3 separate regions of the Mus musculus genome follow, and all the other regions are linked to region 1. A link is a contact called in public HiChIP or PLAC-seq and promoter capture Hi-C data. All regions are on one chromosome and are shown on one strand. Each heading gives the region's core, a stretch centred on a gene start, on an enhancer-like site or on the middle of the called end of the contact. The rest is flanking DNA. Distances are from core to core; before and after follow the strand shown. Region 1 has its middle 28 kb from the start of Gm22013. Region 2 holds the start of 9330162012Rik (cDNA RIKEN 9330162012 gene). Region 3 holds the start of Tdp2 (tyrosyl-DNA phosphodiesterase 2).

Region 1 (2,527 bases), core at 11-2,510:
ATGTCTAATACTGGTGTCCAAGAGACTCACGCAAGAGGACTATCTTAAGATTTAGGTCAACCCAGGCTGCATAGTAAGGGCCAGACCAGCCAACGCTACAGAGTTAGGCCTTGTCTCATAAAAACAAACCAAAATGGAATGAAAAGAAGAAAAAGAAGAAGAAGAAAGAAAGGACAGAAGGCAGATTGCAGGCATGAGTGTTCTGAAGGACTTTGGAAGTTCAGCATGGCAGCCAGCGAGGCAGTCACTATAAATCCTTGGTTTTCCTTCAAAATGAGAATTGCCAGAACCCCTCAAACACTCATTATCCTATAAACACTCATTATCCTATAAACACTCATTATCCTATGGTGGTTGCTGTACATTTGTCTTCTCTTTTTGCTCTACTTTTTTTTTTTTTTTTTTTCTGAGACAGGGTTTCTCTGTGTAGCCCTGGCTGTTCTGGAACTCACTTTGTAGACCAGGCTGGTCTTGAACTCAGAAATCTGCCTGCCTCTGCCTCCCAAGTGCTGGGATTAAAGGCGTGCACCATCACTACCCAGCTACATTTTTTAAAGTTAAAAAAACCCAAACATATGCATATTTCTCAAAACCTCATTTGTATGAATTCCACAATATGAATTGTCACACAGTGATTTTCGAATTGGTGAACATTCCCTGTAAAACAGTGGCCCTCATCTTAAAAGGTCCTGGACAATTTCAAATAGAAAAAAATATATAGAGAGGAAAGTGTTAAGGATATGGAAAAAGATTGCCTCTGAAATGAAGATGGCGAGAGCCAAGAGGCTAGAGGCTGGGAGCTAGAGATTGCAGGCTGAGACTGGAGGGCAGGAAGCTGGGAGATAGAGGTTAAAGGTCAGGACTGGAAGCAGGAAGCTCTAGAGGCTGAGACCCAGAGAATAGCAGCTGAAGGCTAGAGGGGGCAGGAGCCAACAAAGGTTTGAATCTCCAGGAGACCATAGTTAAGGAGGGCAGTTTCATTAGACACTTCCTCTTTTTCTTTCAGCTTGTGTGTGTGTGTACGTGAGTGTGTGCATGAGTGTGTGTGTGCTTGTATCACTGCATGGATGAAGGTTAGAGGACAATCTGTAAAAGTTGATTCTCCCTCAGGGGACAGGAGTCTTGAACTGGTTGACTTTCTCTGCAAGATAAAGAATTAAAAGGCAGGAAAGTCTTGAGCACAGCAGATAGAGGTAGAGACATTGCAAACACAGCAGAGTAGCAGAGTCAGCGGTTAAAGAAAGACGTTGATTGGGGGGAGGAAACTCACAGGTACAGCAAGACACAGAGGGAAAAACCTCTCTGCCAAACAGAGGGGGCGGGGCTCAGATACAGAGAGGGGGCGGGGCTCAGATGCAGAGAGGGGGCGGGGCTCAGATGCAGTCTCTCATCTGGGGCTCGGGTTTAAGCATCAGTTGATGGGCCCTCCTCTCCTAATCTAGGGATGGTCAGGGTAAATGACAGGGTAGCTGAGAGGTCTACAACTTTGGTGTAAACATCTGGCTTTGAACTTGTCTGACCAGTCCTTCAGCATGCTGATCTCACTGGCTGGAGAAAAAAAAAAGCCTGCTAGTCTTTGGTTTTAAGCTGCCAGGCTTTGGTCTCTGGTCAGAAGGGCAAGGAAGAAGCCACCATCTTGGAAGTTGACTTATCCTTATTACTTACCTGTCTTAGTCATGGCCCCTCTCCCTATCTGTCTGTCTATCAGGCATCAAATGTCTAGTCTGTGGTGGTCTGAATGAGAATGGTCCCATAGTCTCATGGTCGAATGCTCAGTTCCCAGTTAGTGGGAATGTTTGAACACTGTTAGGAGACATGGCCTTGCTGGCGTAGGGTGTGGCCCGTTGGAGGAGTTATGTCACTGGGGGTGGGCTTTAAGGTTTAGGAAACCCAAGACAGGTCCAGTCTCACTCTCTTTTCCTCCTGCTTGCTGATGAGGATGTAAGCTCTTAGCTACTGCTTCCATACTATGCCTGCCTGCCTGCTTGCTGCTACATTCCCCACCACGATGACCATAGACTTAACTTTCTGAAACTGTAAGTAAGCCCCATTGAAATACTTTCTTCTGTAAGTTGCCTTGGTCATGGTGTTGCATCTCAGCAATAGTAACTAACTAAGACCTAGTCTCTCAGGTCCCAGGGTTCAAATTCAGGTTGTCAAGCTTGCCAGCAAGCATCTCTAACCACTGACCCTCCTGCCAGCCCATATTTTATTTTTGAAGTAGAAAGTTTAAAAAGAATTTGAATAGCTCTGACAAACTATTTCTTCATGCTTTATCTTCATGCAAGGACTTACTCCATGTGCTTGGCTGCACTGACAAGGCATCAGAAGCCCAGAGAAGTGACATGAAGTATCAGGACCCTGAACACAAGCAGCTTCCAGCCTGCTCTAGGTCTCAAAGGGGCAGAGTTCAAGAGTAAATTGCAAATAACCCCAAAGTTGGAAAGGAAGGCTTACCTGGGGAGAGTTGGGGCCCAGGGTCTAATAAAGTATAGACAAGTGTGCTGTGGCATCCATTTCCTCCAAC
Region 2 (2,527 bases), core at 16-2,515, 420 kb before region 1:
ATACAATATTCTAACTGGGGCATGTAGTGCTCGCCTGTAATTCCAGAACTCTAGGAAGGAAGACTGCGAGATGTAGGTCATCCTAGGCTACATAATAACATGTTTTCTCAATAATAACAACAACATTTGACTCCACGTATTCTGAACACAAACCTGCTGTTTCTTTTATTCAAATTAAAACTTAGGGTTTCTTTCTTCTGCAGAGTTTGGGGCCCAGATGCAGCAGGAGGATGAAGATTTTGTTTAAGGTGATAGTGCTATGTTCAATCCTCACACCCCTGTTGATTTCTTTTTTAAAATAGGGTCTCAGCCTTGAACTTACCGAGAGCCTCCCAAGTGCTGGCCACAACACCGGGCTTATTATTACTTCTAGGATGATTGTTTCCAGTTACTAAACTTCAGCTCTGTTAGTTGCTTGATGTACAGCAGCTACGTCACGAAGCAAAGGGCAGTGGCTTGGGAGCACCACTGCTCAGGACCAACAGAGGACACACACAGAAAGCATGCAAGAGGAAGCCTCACTTCGACCCTAATTGAACGGTTGCCCCAAATCTCAGTACTCAGGAGCGCTGTGCTCCGAATTCATGAAGGGGATATGTAGAAAAGCATGCAAGGAACCGATCACTGAGCCACACTTCACCCCTCACTGAACAGTGATCCCCAGTTCCAATGCTCAGTAGCCCGAGCATATGAAACCGCGAGTTTGGCCTTTGGTGCCTTCTTTAGACGGAGTGCATATTGCCGGGGCTGGGGAACTGGGGAACAGAAAGTGCTCCCGTCACAATTAAGGCCTAAAGAAATGACAGGTGAGCATCCGACATTGAGAACGGTGAGTTATGTGCACGAATTCATCTTGCTGGGAGTCTTTCCATTCGCAGGCCCTGGAGAAGAACGTGCGGGGAACACAGTTCAAGCTCTGTCTCCTCGCAGCTCCAATCTCAACAGCTCAGAGAGAGGGCGCTCTCGGTGTCTCCGCCACCCCGCGCGTCCCCGCCACCCCGCGCGTCCCCGCCGCCGGGCTCCCGCTTTCCCGCGACCCCTGAGATCCTGCAGCTCGCTTGCCTGTCCCTTGCCGGTGTCGCCGCTACTGCCGGGCCATGGCGACCTGCTTTCTGCTGCGGAGCTTCTGGGCCGCGCGTCCTGCGCTGCCGCCTCCCGGCCGCTTCCGCCCGGAGCCCGCAGGAACCCCGCGGCGCAGCTACGCCAGCGGCCCCGGGGGCCTCCACGCCGACCTACTCCGCGGGGACAGCTTCGTGGGCGGCCGCTGGCTCCCAGCCCCCGCCACCTTCCCGGTGTACGACCCGGCCAGCGGCGCCAAGCTGGGCACCGTGGCCGACTGCGGGGTACCCGAGGCCCGCGCTGCTGTGCGCGCCGCCTACGATGCCTTCAACAGCTGGAAAGGGGTCTCGGTCAAGGTGAGAGCACCGCAGGTGCGGGATCCCGGCCTAGAAGGAAGCAGAGATCCACAGAGTGAAACAAAGTGAAACCGGTTCCTCGGGATACACAGTACGGAAAGCCAGAGCAAACAACAAAAAGAGATAAATTAGTTTGGAGCATGCGTACGGTTATCAGATCCCCTTCCTACATGTATCGACAGGTGTGCATAATAAAAGTGAGCTATGTCAGCCAGCCTATCTGAGAGAGAGAGAGAGAGAGAGAGAGTAGAAGGAAGATGAGAGAGAGCCCTGTATGTGAAAGCTGTATGTAGGGAATGTGTATCTGTATATGTAGGTTGCATGTTGGGGCTGTATGTGTAGGAGCTGTGTCAAGGACACTGAGAAAGGACATGTGAGCTTCGTTCAGAGGAGGGAAAAAGTCTAGGGGCATTCTCTGACTTTAGGTCTAAATGCGCTTACTAACAGAGATGGCTGGACAGTGGAGGGTAGATGGTGAGGACAGAAAATTATTTTAGAAAAATTCTTCCTCCTTTATTTTTGATAGTACCCCTGCAGCCAACCCCATGAAATCATAGTCTCTTTATCCTTCATTTCCTGCTGCTGTCTCCTGATGAGGGTACAAGCACTAGAGCCTTCACATTGGTCCACCCTTCGTGGGGGTGCCACGTATTTCTGGAGGTGCTTGGAATACAGAGTCCAGAAAAAAGGTTGGGGGAGGCTGGAGAACGGTTCGCCTTTTGAGATGTACTTGCTGCTCTTGCAGAGTTTCTGGGTTCAGTTCTCAGCGCTCCCGGGGCAACTCTCACCAGTTTGGGACTCCAGTTCCAGGGGATTGCTGAAGGCACACATACATGCATGCAAGCCAATGCTCATATGCATAAAATAAATGAATCTTAAGAAAATCCAGCCCCTTATAGAGCTTACGTGATGTTTTGGAGATCCAAACTGCAAGCTGTAAAGAGCAAGGAAGTGTGCTGGAACTGATGAATAATGTGGGGGCAAAAGACACATGCAGGCCCAGAGGTCAGAGGAGAGGCCAAGGTGGCCATTTGGGCAGCTTACAGTGACAGGAGTGTGTCTTCCTGCAGTTCCCGAGGCCAGAAGTCAGAGGCTGTGCTGGCTAAGTTCTA
Region 3 (2,527 bases), core at 10-2,509, 320 kb before region 1:
CTCTACCTCTGTTTTTTTTCTAATCTTCAGTTTACATATCACCAATATTTCAGGTCAGTAAGTGTATTTCAGTAGCCAGGGTTTCACAAACCTTTAATCCCAGTACTGGGCCAATGGAAGGCAAGCCTTGACCACAAAGGAGTTCCAAGTCAGCCTGGACATATATGGCTCAAATAAAAAGTTCGGGTAGGGAGTGCTGGAATCAGATGCAATGCTAGCAAAAGGGAGGCTGGAAGAGAGCTGGAGGTCAGGATTATTGCAAGCCTCTGTCTCGAAAAAGAACAAATAACGGTAACATTAAACAAAAATTCCATCCCAGTGTGGTGGTGGGCACTCTAAATCCAGCCCATTCGATTCTGAGGCAGGTAGATCTGTGTTTGAGGCCAACCTAGTCTACACACCAAGCTCAGGCCAGCCAGGGATAAAGGGTGAGGTTCTGCCTCAAAATACATAAAATAATCTTCAGGTTTAAGAAATAAGATAAAATAAAATAAAATAAATCACGTTGGAAGCCAGTTCTAGTATGTGCCTTCAACGTGCCAGCACTGAGAGGGCAGAAGCAAGCTGATCTGAGTTCGAGGCCAGCTTGGTTCAAATAACGACGAGTTCCAGGCCAGCCAAGCGCTACACAGTGAGACTCGTCCCAAAACAACAAAGACAAGTCCCGCTGGGAAGTGACCCTGCATCCTCGGAAGCATTCCCTGAGATTTCCAGCTCTGGGGCGCCGGCCGCCCTTTTCCAGGTCCCGGTCCTCGGACGCCCAAGCCCAGCAGGCGGTCCCTCCCCGCCCTCGGCGAGCAGCCCGCGACCCCCGTCGCTTACTAGGCCTCGGACTTGAAGGACGTGGGAGGCTGGCGCGGCCACCCTTGGTCGTTCTCTGGCAGCTCGAAGTAGGCGCTCAGGGCTTTCTGAAAAGCAAAGGCACAAGGCTGCAGGGCGCGCCCCGCCTCCCGGGGGAGAGCGGCGGAAGCGAGAGACGCGAACTGACCTGCGTCTGCCAGTCGTTCTCCCGCAGGACGCTGGGGACCATCGTGGGGTCGCATCCCCCCACCAACGCAAAGCCCAGGCACTGAAGCCGCCGCCTCTTCACCCGGTCCTCCTCCGCCTGTGCTGCTTCGGGCGCCGACGCCGCCCGCCCTGCCGGCCCTGCGGGCTCCGCCGCATCGGAACTGCTGCCAGACGCCATCGCCGCAGGGTCCCCTCAAAACACCCGCTCTTCACGCTGCTTCCCGCGCGACTGATCGCGAACGCCGGAACCTGCGCAGGCGCGCAGCGTGCAAGCGCGTCCGCGTCAACCTTCCGGCAAGAAGACCGCCCTCTCTGGTCCCCGTCCGCGGCCAGCGAGGCGCAGATGGGGAGGGGGAGGGGGAGGGGAGGGGAAGGAGGGGCCGAGGAGGCCTGAAGGTTGCGCGTGCGCGCTGGGGCGCTAAAGAGTGAAGGTAACCCGTGATCATCTAGGACCAGGGCGACCGGGGCGCGCGATCCTTTCTCCCGAGCACGACGCGACAGCGGCCGGGCTTGCAGACTTGACCTTCCACACCCTTGTCCTCTCACAAACGTCTCTTCCAGAGTTCATTCTCGCAGAGCCCAGACTCTTGCTTTGCGTCCACGATGAGCAGCATGACCCAGAACCTACGAGAAGTAATGAAGGTTATGTTCAAAGTTCCCGGTTTTGATAGAGTTTTGGAAAAGGTATATTTATTGTAGGCGAAGTATCTGGTGAAGGGGACGAACCTAGTAAAACACCTTAGTGGCCTCGCAAACGCAGGGGAAGTGCGTGGCGTGGATTCTCATCGAAACGTAAATAAGCATGTTTGGTTTTTTGTTTTTTGTTTTTTTTTTAACCAGCAAACTGTTGGAGTGTGTGGAGAAAAAATGTCAGCGTACCATTTAAGGGACGCTGGAGCCTGCAGGGCTAGTATATAGGAATTGTTTCTTAAGAGTCAAGGAGGTTTGAGGTACGGAAGTGAATGCGAGAACCACCTGTACGTGTGTTGTATTTCTTGCTTTTGAGACTAGGTCTTTGTAACTAGGTCTATGTAACTATGTAACGTTTGTTGGCTGAGAACCCTTGTAGTCCAGGCTGGCCTGGGAGTCTACAGAGTTAACCAGGACCAGTGCCTGCACCCTGCCATTCCACATGAACTAACGTAGACTACTGTTTTCCAGACTTTATAGACATTGTGTTCTATAGGAAGCAATCCTTAATAAATATCCGTAGCAGAAGTCCAGTGCGTGGTATTGTCAGAGTAGAAAGACACTTAACCTTAGAACTTGCTGCAGACTTTTTAATAAATGTTTTAATGCACGCATGTCTATTTTTCTGATTAAGAAAAAATACTTGGAAATTTAAAAAGAATTTGGGCATGAAATATAAATTTTGGTCAACAACAGGCATTTGAAATCTTTTTCCTGAACACGCCCCCTCTTAGAATTTTTTAACTATGTTCATAAAGTGTCAAAAAAATAGGAAATAACCCTTAGGTAAATATATTTAATGTTTTCCAATAGGAAATATTTCAAAACT

Evidence for each region. Promoter capture Hi-C pulls out the DNA fragments that hold promoters and counts their contacts. HiChIP or PLAC-seq counts read pairs in DNA pulled down with a chosen protein or histone mark.
Region 2: a promoter capture Hi-C map of pre-B cells shows a contact between it and region 1, with 2.3 times the contacts expected there. The contact joins the promoter of 9330162012Rik here to the enhancer-like site in region 1. A contact is called at or near these places in 10 of 39 promoter capture datasets (the C10 cell line, the HPC-7 cell line, cranial neural crest and 5 more), 7 of 484 Hi-C or Micro-C datasets (the G1E-ER4 cell line, Th1 cells, bone marrow-derived macrophages and 4 more), 4 of 115 datasets of contacts at active chromatin or transcription factors (bone marrow-derived macrophages, memory CD8 T cells and regulatory T cells) and 3 of 9 other capture datasets (adipose tissue, embryonic stem cells and liver).
Region 3: a contact with region 1 is called in an H3K4me3 HiChIP or PLAC-seq map of pro-B cells, with 3 times the contacts expected there. The contact joins the promoter of Tdp2 here to the enhancer-like site in region 1. A contact is called at or near these places in 8 of 39 promoter capture datasets (the HPC-7 cell line, embryonic stem cells, hematopoietic stem and progenitor cells and 4 more), 1 of 484 Hi-C or Micro-C datasets (CD4 T cells), 7 of 115 datasets of contacts at active chromatin or transcription factors (the 230-238 cell line, the SCID.adh cell line, acute myeloid leukemia and 3 more) and 3 of 9 other capture datasets (adipose tissue, liver and pancreatic islet).

The regions. Positions count from the first base shown.
Region 1 is chr13:24,513,969-24,516,495 of GRCm38.p6, reverse strand. It overlaps a transcript of Ripor2 not described here. Among named protein-coding and RNA genes, the nearest start is that of Gm22013, 28 kb to the right of the region's middle. Within about 2 kb of position 1,260, at least 32 of the 459 cell types and tissues checked have an H3K27ac peak or open chromatin away from gene starts, as enhancers often do. A contact at or near this core is called in the 230-238 cell line, the HPC-7 cell line, hematopoietic stem and progenitor cells and 4 more, where this site is marked.
Region 2 is chr13:24,936,139-24,938,665 of GRCm38.p6, reverse strand. It overlaps 9330162012Rik (cDNA RIKEN 9330162012 gene), which reads right to left and starts at 1,265. Exons shown (of 2, transcript NR_102323.1): 1 at 1,063-1,265; 2 at 1-881. It overlaps Aldh5a1 (aldhehyde dehydrogenase family 5, subfamily A1), which reads left to right and starts at 1,005. Exons shown (of 10, transcript NM_172532.3): 1 at 1,005-1,415. The coding sequence starts at 1,098. It also overlaps a transcript of Gpld1 not described here.
Region 3 is chr13:24,830,391-24,832,917 of GRCm38.p6, reverse strand. It overlaps Tdp2 (tyrosyl-DNA phosphodiesterase 2), which reads right to left and starts at 1,259. Exons shown (of 7, transcript NM_019551.2): 1 at 989-1,259; 2 at 823-908. The coding sequence starts at 1,186. It overlaps Acot13 (acyl-CoA thioesterase 13), which reads left to right and starts at 1,429. Exons shown (of 3, transcript NM_025790.2): 1 at 1,429-1,692. The coding sequence starts at 1,612.